2 separate regions of the Mus musculus genome follow, and region 1 is linked to region 2. A link is a contact called in public HiChIP or PLAC-seq data. All regions are on one chromosome and are shown on one strand. Each heading gives the region's core, a stretch centred on a gene start, on an enhancer-like site or on the middle of the called end of the contact. The rest is flanking DNA. Distances are from core to core; before and after follow the strand shown.

Region 1 (6,153 bases), core at 2,680-5,179, 470 kb after region 2:
CGGGTCCTTCCCGGCTTCACGGGATTGATTCCTGACGACCTTGCTAGGGATGGCGTAGCTCACGAAATAATGCAGCTTGATGTAGGGTTTGGGAAGTACATAGGCATCGAAGACATTTGCTTCAGATAGGTCTCTGACAGCAGTGTCTTCTACAATGTTCCGAATGACAAACTTCTTAATGGCCTTATCCTTGGGCACGCAGTTCGTGCAGCAAATTGGCTGCACATGCCACGGCCCTTTTTGGCACAACCATTGTTTCTTCTTTCTTTTTCTTTTTTTTTTTTTTTTTGGTCATCTTGGAGCCAAGACTCGAAAGAGGGGCTTTTCCATCTTTATAAGCTATGAATATTGCCAGTTGACCTTAAGAAATATTGTATCAATTTATAACCCCATTAGCAGGACTATTAGAATGCTGACCCTGGAGTCTCTGCATGCCTGTAATACCAATATTCAGAGCCTGAGGAGGACCCAGGATTTGAGGTCAGCCCGGGTTACCAAATTAGACCCAGTCATCAAAAAAAGTCAACATACCTTAGGTTGCCAGATAAAATGCAGAATGCTGTTGAATCTCAATTTCAGATAAACAGTGAATACTAAACAGCCTGCACTGAAGATTGTCGGAGAAGATGAAAATCTACTTGGATGCCAAGAGGAAGCCAAGGAGACAGTGTGTCTAAATTAATGTGGTCTCCTGGAACAGAAAGAGGGTCTTAGAAGAAATTTAAATGTGAATGTCGATGTGAATATGAATCAGAAACACCTTTCTGGGCTCATGTTTTGAATACTTGTTTCCCAGATGGTCTGCCCATTTTGGGGGTCATTAAGGAACTGAGACCTAGCTGGTAGAAGCAGGGCATTCAATGTAAATTTTTGGATGTTAGACTCCGTCCCTTGTTCCTGAAGCCCTGTTTCCTGGCTTATGTGGTATGAACAGCCTGCATGTGGGGACCCCGTCTCCCCCACTAAGATGAACTGAAACCCTCTGAAACCATGAGTGAAATAAATCTTGTTTCTTTTTGGAACTGTGGTCACAGCTGTGTGAAAGTAACTCAGGCAAAAATATGGGTTTTAGTTATTGCTATCATAGTGATTCATTAAATGTGAGAAATATACCACATAGATAGATATATGATGCTAATTATAGTGTAGAATATACAACCTTCTCTGAAATAATGTTGTAAATCACAAACTACTTATTGTAAAATAGAGCATTTATTCAGATAACTGGCAGTTTTACACCCAGGCTGTATACATTGGCTGTCAAGTAATCACTTGCAAGACATTAACCGGATTTCCCCCTAAAATGGCTAATATATAAAAAGATCTTAGGTGGGCACTCTTTTTTTTTTTTTTTCCGAGACAGGGTTTCTCTGTATAGCCTGTCCTGGAACTCACTCTGTAGACCAGGCTGGCCTCAAACTCAGAAATCTGCCTGCTTCGGCCTCCCAAGTGCTGGGATTAAAGGTGTGTGCCACCACGCCCGGCTAGGTGGGCACTCTTAATGGGCTTGACCTTTATGTGATTTTCCCCCTAAATATTTAGGTTAAGCAATTCATTTTCTATAAACAATCCATTTGATTCCTGTTCAAGCGAGGCTCAAGCAGGCTAATAAAAGAAAGGGGTACAGTTCAAGTTGATGTGCTCGTTAGTGCCATAATCTATTACCAGTTGCAACCAATTCAGAAGCTGAAAAAAGAATGGATTTAACTCTGACTCACACAGACCATCAATAGAATTAATCTTAAATTGGGGTGTGCAACTCCCAAAGATTTTAAAAATCTAGTTACAGGGGGAAAAAAATGCCTGCAAGTAGTCTGTTTCCCAGGGTGACGACTCATCTATGCTGCCTGCCTGGATGTAAGCAGTCCTGGGCTTTTATCCTTCAAGTTTCTCCTTTGGAGGAGAGCAACCTGCGTGCAGTGGAAGAAGACCTAAGAGGAACCTGGAATAAAAATAGATCTGTATAACGGTTTTGTTTGGAAGTGACCTTAGAAAATAGCTATCATAAAGAGAAAATGGCAGATGGAGCCTTTAAAATGAGCTAATTTTAGAATACATATCGTTTCCCACGTGTGACTACTAAATACATCCTCCACAGCTTACTCTGCTGATATATAAAATTAAGAAGTTGGATTCTTACTGGTACTGTATGTTAGGCTTTACTAAAAGAAAAACAAAAAAACAGAATCTGTCTTCAAGTCGTAAGATTGTTTGTGTTTCCTTGATAACTTATGGGCCAGTCCCTAAAATTAGCATTTTGGTATACCATAAGCACACATATGTAAAAGGTTTGCACACCTCATAAGCTTCACTTTGTGAACGTGTACAGCGTTAGTATGTGCAAAAAATATCATGTCGGAAGAGCAGTTTCTATTTGTGCTACCCAAAAACGGGTTTGTATTTTGAGAGGGGAGAATCACGCTGTTAGGCTTTATTTATATCCAAGTGTCCTCAGCCTTCTGCAAAAAAGGCAAAAGCTTTGTGTGTGCGTGTGTGTGTTTTAATGCAGAACAACGAAGGACTCAGACACTTTCGGACTCTACAGAACCAGAGCATACATCGCGGGCTGTGTCCACGCACAAGGGCAGGCTCGCTGGGGACCTAGAGGAGTGGCTTTCAAACTTGTGGGCCAGCGCCTAGTCCACGGCCCGCCACGCGCTAGGTTCCGGGAGGAGGCCGGCGAGGCCGGGGCTGGGCTGCCATCCTCCCACTGGGGTCAACTCCGGTCCCCGAACACCCTCCCCCCACCTCCGCCCCACGGCGCGACGCGGGCAGCCCACGCGAGGGGAGACCGTGCCCGCTACCCCAATTCACCACAACCCACACGCCTGGGAGACCGGATTGGAGAGCACGTGGGGGAGGGGCGGAGAGCGCGTCCGGCTCGAAACCGAGCATGCTCCGTGCACGGAACCGTAAGTGGCGAGCCAGACATGCGCAGTGAGCTCGGGGTGTGCTGGCGGCGGGGCAGGGCGGGGCTGGCGTGAGCGGGCTAATGTGTTTATCCGGTTTTCTGGGTGGGCGGTCAAAGCGCACGCGTAAGGGCGAAAGGCGGTAGGGTCGGGGTGGGTGTGTTGGGGGGGTTTGTGCATGCGCAGTGAAGCCGGCAGCGCGGGGAGGGTGTGGAGGGGGCTTTTAGAGGAGAAGCAGGGGAAAAGGGAAGCGGAGGGAGAGGAAGGGCGGGGGGTGGGGGTGGGGAGGGGGGGTGAGAGCGCGCTGTGCGCATGCGTACAAGGGCTAGCGACGACGGCGGCGGGGGAGGCTCGGGGATGACAGTGTCTTTGCCCGTTGGGGTAACGGTCGTCGTTACCGGCCGGGCCTGAGGCGCCGCACCATCTACTGCGGCCGGAGTAGCCCCGGCCCAACGGAGCTAGAGCGGCGCGAGAAGAAGCGTGAGGGCGGCCAGGCGCGAGGGAGGGGCCTGCAGCGGGCCTGGTCGTGCGCGCTGGGTGGCGGCGGCGGCGGCCTGGCGGGGTGAGCTCGCTTAAACCGCGGCTGGGCAGGCAGGCGGCGGCGGCGGCGGCGGCGGCGGCGGCGCAGCACCGTGGCAGTCGCGCTTGGAGGAGTCGTCCGTGCCGTGCCGAAAAGATGGCCGGGCTGTGAGGGGGCGGCGCTTGCGCTGGTGACCCCAAGTGTGCGGCTGAGAAGCGGAGGGGCGCCGCCGTCGCCGCCTGCCTGCCTGCCTGCCTGCCTGCCTGCCGGGCCTGCTCCCCGCCCCCTCCCGCCGCCGGGCCCCGCGCGCACTTCCTCCCGGGCCTCCCTTTCGGGCGGGGGCCTCCCTCCCGCCCGCCTGCCGCGCCAGGCGCAGCGTGGGCCCCGCGTCCGGCATGGCGAGAACGGCAGCGGCGCGCTCCCGCCGCAGTAGCAGCAGCAGCAGTAGCAGCCACAGCAGCAACAGCAACCTCCGCCGCCGCGGCTGCTGGCACTAGACCCGGGAATCCGACGCCTGCGCCGTAGTCCCCACCGTCCCGCTGCCTCCGCGACGTCGCTGCGATGGAGTAAGGGCCCCGCCGTCGGAAGAGAAACGTGTGGACCGCTTGGACCCCACCGGGCCCGCTCCCGTGCGCGCCAGCTCCACCCGGAGGTGCCTCCGCGGCCGGACATGCTGCTCGAGCGCAGGCCGCCCGCCGAGCCGCGGGGCTAGAGCGAACCCGGAGCCCGTCCGGAGCACCCAGCCGCGGCCGTGTCGGACGAACTCGATCGCTGATTTCGCTTGTCTCTCTTTGGTCTGCAAGTCTCAGGGACAGAGGAGGGGCGCCGAGGCCCCCATGTGTGGGAGGATTGCTTCAGCTTCACAAACTTGCACGGATTTTGGTTGCTGCTTTGGCCAGGGGTTCTGCTCAGATTTCTTCCGAATTGTTTTAAATTCGCCATTGTTCCCTGGCTGCTTACAAACTTGGATCCGGAATTTCTTTTCAACCGGGAGCCATTGGTGTCGAAGTGTCTGCAATGAACCCGGTGAATGCTACTGCTCTCTACATTTCCGCGAGCCGCCTAGTGCTCAACTACGACCCCGGAGACCCCAAGGCGTTTACAGAGATTAACAGGCTCTTGCCTTACTTCCGACAGTCCCTCTCGTGCTGTGTTTGCGGTGAGACGCTTCTTTATTGTTCCCCTTTCCCTGCTTGTTTTCTAAAGTTCCTTTGGCAGTAGTAACGTGAACGGTTGGCCGGCCGGTAGTTCGTCTTAAGGGGTGGTACTGTGCAGTAGTACACGGTCGTTAGTTTTGAAAGTCGCCCAGGGACTTTTGCCCGGCGTTTCAGAAAGGCCGAGAGCCTTTTTCAGCCACCTTTGTACGGAGGCTTTAACGTTCAAAATGGTTTTATTTCGCTTTGACACATCTTTCTGGTGTTTTATTTTTTTAAAATACATTTTAAAAAATTCTTCGACGGCTTCACACGTATAGCGGTGATGTCTTAAATGGGGTTGAAATGCCAGCGGCATGCTGCCTTCTTTTTAAAACCTCTGCTGCGGGAACTGATTGAATACCATTGTCATTAAATGTGGTCAAACATTGTTAAGAAATATGCACTGCACTCGTGTTTTGCAGAGGGTGGATGGTATAATCTTGATGCACCTCCAGCCAGAGACCTCAGTGCCCCAGGTTCTACAACAGATGGTTTGAAGGTTAGCACTGACCTAATGAAGCTGATGGTACTTTTTAGTTGGTGAGATCTTTTTACAGACTAGATTTTCTGTAGTTTTAATGTCAGGTGGCCTGGCAGAGTCGCATTGTTTATTTACTTGCTTATTTAAGACAGGTTCCTACTATGTAGCTTAGGCGGACTTCGAACTAGTGGTCTTAGTGTCTCAGTCTCTTGAATGCCGGTATTTCAGGCATGCACAGCCATGTCCCGTTTCAGAGGATTATTTTAAGATTTTTTTCAAAGGGTATTAGCCCCTGTCGGTTACAATACTTAATCAATCGTAAGAGATGAGTGAAAATATTGTCTAACTGGAAAGTGTTTAAAGGGTGATGACTCGTGTTAACTGGGCACAAATAGTATTTGACACTCAGAAAACCAGAACGATTATCCTCTGTCCCTCTTGAGATGGTATAAGTCCTCCGCCTATTAGAAAACGAGACGTTTAATAGAAATGAGAGCAACAAGGAAGTACTGATGATGTTCTCCACTTACTGTGTTGGAGGCTTTGTTAACCCAGACTCTCTGTTCAGTCACAATTTAGACATTGAGGCCCTTGAAGTGGAGATAGTAATGGCTGAGCCATAGAAATGGTATTCAGGATTCATCCATCATTTTTGTATAGCTCAGGGCCGGACTCTGAGGGGTGCCAAAAGGGTGGAGATTGGGTTTTTCCTGGTTAGGTACTTAATTTCGTAAGCGTTTAAGCAACCAAGTGATTAAGCACTTGCCTTGACGACTAACACACAGTACTTACAGGGAAGCAGTCGCTCAGAGCAGATGACTAAACCGCTGCCTTAGGCCTCAGCGTCTTGGTGTGTGAAGTGAGGGCTTTAGGGCTAGGTGCTGTTAGTTTGCTTTCAGTTTAGATAAAGCCAAGGGGAGTGGACTGAGAATTTGCTTGGTTTAATGGTATTCTCTCTTGCAGTCTCATTTTTAATTTTTTAGTGGCGCTGGTCATCAAAATCAGGGCCCTGCCTCTGAGTTCACTTACAGAGCGTGTAAGCTTGAG
Region 2 (6,878 bases), core at 2,434-4,933:
AGTGGGCTGTGATGTTTGTATGGTTCCCAAGTCTCATGGAGGTCCTTCAACCTCCAATTGATCTAATTGATGGAATCTTTAGAGTTTGGCACCTCTGAACCATCTAACCAGTGTCCTACAAGGACACAGCAATATCCTCTCTTCTCTCTCTCTCTCTCTCTCTCTCTCTCTCTCTCTCTCTCTCTCTCTCTCTCTCTCTGTGTGTGTGTGTGTGGTATAGATTCTATTACCAGATTTAGAACAAGTATCAGGAGGCAGAAGTGGGCAGCTGGGTGTTGAGGGACGACCCATTCATTAGATCAAGGTTGCTGGAAAAACATATTTACAATGTTTTTCCAAGAATCCAACACACAGAGCCTGATGGTCTTGGAGTCTAGGTGCCAGTATCATGGAGTCTCCCACTGACCAGCATCTGTCTTGGAAAGATGAGTTTCAGCAGGTAAGAAAAAGCTTCAGGCTTTGATTGCTGAGGTAGTAGATCTAGCACCTATGGACAAGGGAATTATAACACAGGTTGAGTGAGGTTGTAGCTCCCTGGAGCCTTCTGTCTGTCTAGAAGAGGCAGTCCCCAGCCACTGTCATCTGAAAAGCAAAGCCAACGAGGGAAATGTTGCCTATTTCATAGAAAAATTCAGAAATGCACATCTTGGTGTATTCTTTCTTGAGTTTGGGTGTTGGCATTTAGTTTAGTTGAGAGATCTGAATAAGCCAAGTTTGTCTGTAGGACAGATGTGGCCCCGTGGCTTGTCAGCTTGCAACCTCTGCTCTGAACCTTGGGTGTTACAGTTTGAATTTCACACATTTAGAATGATAGCAGGGAAAAAGGTGGAGCTGCCAGGAAACTGGAAACAGGCAAAAGGGGCGATTGGTCCTGGGTATAAACTCAGTGGAAAAGCCCTGGCTAGGAGAGAAGCACAGGGCATACAGCTCCAGCCAAGAGGTGCCACTGCCGCAAAGAGCAGGGGACTTATCCCAAGTTTTTGCAAAGGAACACACAGAGGATCTGCCTGGCATTTGCTCCTGACTTCTTAGTCTCTTCACCTATAGGTTCTCCGTGCATTAGTTTGTACAATGACTGGTACCTGTGTCCTCTGCTAAAGTCTGGGTCCTTCCTAGAGAATCCTTGGAGACTCCTACGGGAATCATTAATCCGGAGTCTCTGTTGCAGCCTTTTGCCTGGAGCTAGTGTGCTTCTGAAAGGCTGGCACTAATATCCCTTCCCTCATCACTCCTTGGCTGGTCCCCACCAAGCCGCCCCCCCCCCCCCCACACACACACACACATCACAGAGCGTGATTCATAGTGAGGAACTGGCAAGAACCGGACTTGATCTCAGTCTGCTGAGTTGGTGTTCCGCCTTGCCACCAGGCATTCTTCTTGGCTATAGCTCCTGAGGAGAAAAATCAGGCGAAATCAGGTAAAGTGCCATTTTGTATGTGTGGACTATAAACTTAATTTGGGTCCAACTTAATTTTGCTTTTTCTGATCCTTTTTGTTTCTTTCCAACTAACAAGCAGAACCAACTTATCCGGCAGTCACGGCAAATAAAATATTGAGAGTCCACAGCATTTTTATATTTTACTTTTAACTTTGCTTAAAGTCAGAGAAATTATAACAATAGGTATATAAAAAACTTACCTAGTGTACTGATTATCACTGAATTGTAGATATAAAACCAGCTAAGTTAGGCTGGAGGGATGGGTGGCTCTGTGGTTAAGGGCACTTGCAGGTCTTGCAGAGGACCCAGTTTGTCCCTGTCATCCAAGTAGGGTGGCTCACAGCTGCCTGTAACTCTACTTCCAGGAGCTCAGACCCATGATTTCCATGGACATCTACACAGTCATGTATGTATATATCCACACGCATACGTATAATGAAAATTAATAAAAAATAAATATTTTAAAAATAGATAACTTGAAAGTTTCATGCATATTTAATTGGCTGAACGTTAGTTTAGCTCAGATTATTGTCAGTCCAAAGAAACCTAGGGACAAATGGCTACCTGCGGTGCCTATTAGCATACCAAACCGAATGCTGGCCTCTAGGTTCCCTTGGCATTGCAAGTACCTGTTAGAAAGTCTGCTGGCCGGCATCCCAGCTCCTCTCAGCTCCTCTCACCCTGCCCCCCCCCCCAAAAAAAAAACCTCTCCAGCTCATGAGCTTCATTTCCCTTCCCTGGCTTCCCATTCCTGTTATAACTGTTGTTTTGACCATTTGCCCTGTGTTCTCTAGATTCTCTCTCTCTCTCTCTCTCTCTCTCTCTCTCTCTCTCTCTCTCTCTCTGTCCTCTTGGCTCTCTCCTAGTCTTCTCTCTCTAGCCTCTCTCTCTTTTCTCTTCCTCTCTCACACTCTTGCCCGTGTCACGTTCTCAGTTTAGTATATAATTATATTCACCTATATATGAACGTAGCCATAAAAATACATCTCCTCCTCCTCCTCCTCCTCCTCCTCCTCCTCCTCTTTCCTCCTCCTCCTCCTCCTCCTCCTCCTCCTCCTCCTCCTCCTCCTCCTCCTCCTCCTCCTCCTCCTCCTCCTCCTCCTCTTCTTCTTCTTCTTCTTCTTCTTCTTCTTCTTCTTCTTCTTCTTCTTCTTCTTCTCTTCTTCTTGTGTTAGTGAACCAAGTCATAAGGCTTGTTTGCAGCTGCAAGGCCTGATTATGAAGGTTACATATTCTGAACTAGATTCCTTCCCCTTGTCAGCTCGTGGCAGCTATAGCAACTGTTCAGGGGAGATTCTGAGGACAGTAGTCCTAAGAGATTTCTTTTGGTATCTGCAGGGCAGGCCCCACCTCATTTAGCATAGTGAAGCAAGACATTTTTGGAGGCTGTCAGTTTGACCTAAAAGGCATCTCTGATCACTTTCTTTATTAAAGAGGTTCTCTGTGTGTGTTTTGTTTGTTTGTTTGTTTGGTTGGTTGGTTGGTTTTTGGTTTTGTTTTGTTCTACTTTTGAGATAGGGTTTCTCTGTGTAGCTTTGGCTGTCCAGGAACTTGCTCTGTAGACCAAGCTGGCCTCAAACTTAGAGATCTGCCTGTCTCTGCCTCCAGAGTACTGGGATTAAAAACATGTGCCACCACTGCCTGGCTTTCTCTTGTGTGTGTGTGTTTTTAAAGGTTTAGTGTGTGTGTGTGTGTGTGTGTGTGTGTGTGCATACTACACACATGGGTGGCTATGGAAGCCAAATAAGGGTGTAGGATTCTCTGGAGCTACACCCCCCAGAGTCACAGATGGTTGTGAGCTGCCCAACATGGAACTTGAGTCTGGGAATAGGTCTCAGGTCCTCTGGAGGTGCTCTTAACCATTGAGCCCTATCCAGCCTTAATTCCTTCCTTTGTACTACCCAAACAGCCTTCTAGTAGGTCTTCCTGACTTGGGTTTTGCTTCAAACCAGAATGAAGCTTGTAACAAATATCTCTGTAGAATAAGATTGCTCAGTGGCTTTCAACATTGACATAATCTCAGGAAACTTGATGGAAATCCTACTTTTAATTCAGGGCGATGTTTTATAAAGTAGTCAGATTTTTCTTTAGTTTAGTCTGGAATTTCACTAATGTCTCGCTGAAACAAACTGATTCTTCCTCCAGATGCAGAGTTCTTTCACCCAGGATCCCTGAGGGCAGAGATCCCAGGTGACCTTGGGATGAGAAAGGCTGTGGAGAATGTCTGGAATCTCTCAGCAAGACTTGCCTGACCATGCTAGCTAGGCAGGTGACGTCACTTCAGCCAAAGAGGAATTACTGTCTAGCAGAGTGCAGGAGAGGGGGCTGGGGAAGATGAAGACACATCACATTAAAATTCAATGCAAAGTGAAATGCTTGTCGCAAGCAAGGGAGAATGACTCAGCAAGCGACCTGTTTCCAGAAGTGTAGTCGCTGCTTTCTGCAGTAATTCTATTAAACAGAGAAGCAGAGTCTCATCATCTATTTGAAGTAATTCCCTGACTCGCCAGATGGCAAATAAACAGCAAATACGTTGTCTAGAGTAATTTTTTCAGTTGTAAAGTGAGAGGTCTGTTTAGGGTCACAGATGCTTGGCACGATTGGTCATTGGCAGAGCATTGGCTCTTGGCAGAGTGAGAGATGTTTTGGTTTTCCAGTCCAGCTCTGCTTCTTTGTTTATGGTTATAATGCATAATTACCCCTTCTCCTGTTAGCAGTCATGCTAACATGTGCGTGCAAATACACACACACACACACACACACACACACACACACACTTACCAAGTCTCTTGAGAAATAAACACATACATGCATGCATTTATTCCATTTTCTCTGAATGTGTGCACTAAATACCTATGCTGCTATTTTTTTTTTAAACATCGGGACTCTAACAACGTAAGTATTGAATTCTGTAGGAGTTTTAGGAGGTGTAGGTAGTCATGCAACCAATCTTGTCTTGTAGTGTAACTTTAGCCACACATTCAGTAACAGAATCAGAAATATGCCACTGGGCCGATCAGTGGTGGCACACACCTGTAATCCTAGCACTTGGGAGGCAGAGGCAGGCAGATTTCTGAGTTTGAGGCCAGCCTGGTCTAGAGAGTAAGTTCCAGGACAGCCAGGGCTACACAGAGAAACCCTGTCTCAAAAAAATAAAAAAACAAAAAAAACAAAAAAACAAAAAAACAAAAAACCAAAAGACAAAAAAACAAAAAAAAAAAAAGAAAAAAGAAAAATGTCACTGTCTTAGTTGAGGCTCCATACAAGGAAACCCCCAAGGCTAGGATTAACTGAAAGAAGATAGGGAGCATTCATAAGAGAAAGACCTTGTATCTATGAAAATCTTGACATAGCTTAGGCTTGGCTGAGTGTTGTTCATGGAGAAGATAACATACACTTACGTTATAGTTTGAATCTGAAATATCCCCCATAGCTTATGCTTAAATACTTCTTCCCCAGAAAATGAGGCTATCTTGGGATTGACTAGAGAACCTGTAGGAGGTAGAGCCTGGCTAGTGGAAGTCTCACTAGACATAGGTCGTGGGAGGTTGTATCTGGTCCACTTCCTGTCTTGCTCTCTGCTTCCAGATTCCCAGTGACGTGAATAGCTTCTACCACACACTCCTCCCTCCCTTAGTGGAGTTGCTCTGCTCTGCCTTCCTTGCTGAGTCTCCTCCATTACCATGAGCTAAAATAACTCCTCACCTTAAGTTCATTATAATGGCCAAAAGTAACCTGCAAGCCCCACCTGCCCAGCAACTTCCTGGAATGCTGGGAATTGTAGTTTTTGGAAAATAAGAATGGGATTATATGGTGACCTATAGGGTTGTCCTTATAATCCCTTGCAATATGTGGCTGGAGGTCATTCGCAACTAGGAAATTCCAGGCAATGGTCTGACCAAAGTCCATGTCTTTATCAGTATTTAATACTTAATAAAGCTTGCTTTAAATTGGCCCAAAATGGCATAATTAGTTTTTCTCCAGCAAAACTTAGGAATTAACAGGTCCTCCATCCTATTGGGTATCTATTGCAACAACACCAAAGTAACTAGTGAACTGTAGGACCCAAATTATACTACAGGGTTGCTTCTGCCTTGAGACATGAAAATTGTCCTCTGTAATTTCTAAACTGTCAGTCATAAGCTTAGAGATAGAAGCATCCCCTGCTCAGAGGTTCTCCTCAGTCAACTTCATAAGCTAAGGTCACAGGTTTAGGCTGCTAGCCACATCCTGGAAATGGTTGCAGGTGGTGGGAATAAGGGCAAGAGAAGGAAAGATGCACCAGCTTATAAAGGACTGGAGTGGAGCATCAAAGCATCCCCTGCTACACTGGTCCAACCCACGCTTACTTTGATACATGTAAGTCTGGAACTTTTCTCAGGGCCACTGGAAAAATAATCCCTTCTATTCATCGAGAACCTAGCAGGATACCTGCTGCCATATGCTGTATCCATACTGGGAAGAGCTAACTAAGAAAGCAAGACCAATGTAGGGACAGAGGCTCTGGGATATTGTTTGAACTTAAGAACCAGCTGAACATGTAGGCAAGTACATTACTTGGCTGGTGATGGCATCTAAACAGATATCTAAAATGAGAGCCATGGCAGAAACACTGGTGGAAGATGCTGGGAGCTCAGCAAGTTACAGGCAAAATTGAAGAAAAGGTTTTGTGTCTATGCCAGTTCTATTCATATAAATTCTTTGGGGGAAACTGCAGAATATTTCTTGGTGGCATATTCCCTGTTTTTCTACATCTCCTGGAACTATGCAACAGACATACTCATTGTCATCTCTTCCTAGGAGAGTCTGACCTTTCATGCACACCACATGATGCCACCTCCCATAATCACAGCCTGTCAGAGACAGCACAAGCCAATCTAAAAGCTACTAAATCTTTGGGTCACCCAAAACCCATAGTGGTGTCTGATGGGCATTTAAATAAAAAGTCACAGGTCATAGGCTGTAAGCAGTACAAATGCAAGCCAACACCATAGCCCATAGGAAGCTAAACTAATGTAGACAGCACCCTGTGTTGGTATTCTGTCTGGACAGTCCCTCACAGTTCCTGGCAGCTGCCAGGTATGCTCCACCCACAGTTGCCTGGCAACAGCCAGGTAGGCCTGGCCCACTATAAAAGGGGCTACTTGCCCCCTCCTTTCTCTCTTGCCTCTCTTACTCTCATACTCTTGCTTCCTACTTGTCCCCCTCTCTCCATTCCCTTCCCCCCTCTCCACAGGGTCATGGCCAGCCTCTACTTCTCTCCTCTCTCCTTCTCTCTGCCTTTCTCTGCCTCTACTACTCTCTTAACTCCCCTCCCGTGCCATGCCCTGAATAAACCCTATTCTATGATATACCATTGTGGCTGGTTTCTCAGGGGGAAGGGATGCCTTGGCATGGGCCCACCGAGACATCCCCTTCCCCTACACACCTTAGAACATAT

What was found. HiChIP or PLAC-seq counts read pairs in DNA pulled down with a chosen protein or histone mark.
Region 1: an H3K4me3 HiChIP or PLAC-seq map of stem cell-derived neural progenitor cells shows a contact between it and region 2, with 2.5 times the contacts expected there. The contact joins the promoter of Msl2 here to the enhancer-like site in region 2. A contact is called at or near these places in 12 of 39 promoter capture datasets (the 3T3-L1 cell line, 3T3-L1-derived adipocytes, cranial neural crest and 8 more), 1 of 484 Hi-C or Micro-C datasets (cortical neurons), 8 of 115 datasets of contacts at active chromatin or transcription factors (bone marrow-derived macrophages, embryonic hindbrain, embryonic stem cells and 4 more) and 1 of 9 other capture datasets (adipose tissue).

Annotation. Positions count from the first base shown.
Region 1 is chr9:101,070,833-101,076,985 of GRCm38.p6, forward strand. It overlaps Msl2 (MSL complex subunit 2), which reads left to right and starts at 3,930. Exons shown (of 2, transcript NM_001100451.2): 1 at 3,930-4,588. The coding sequence starts at 4,447. It also overlaps the pseudogene Gm46140.
Region 2 is chr9:100,602,393-100,609,270 of GRCm38.p6, forward strand. It overlaps a transcript of Stag1 not described here. Among named protein-coding and RNA genes, the nearest start is that of Slc35g2, 35 kb to the left of the region's middle. Within about 2 kb of position 3,684, at least 102 of the 459 cell types and tissues checked have an H3K27ac peak or open chromatin away from gene starts, as enhancers often do. A contact at or near this core is called in embryonic stem cells, stem cell-derived epiblast-like cells, stem cell-derived neural progenitor cells and 1 more, where this site is marked.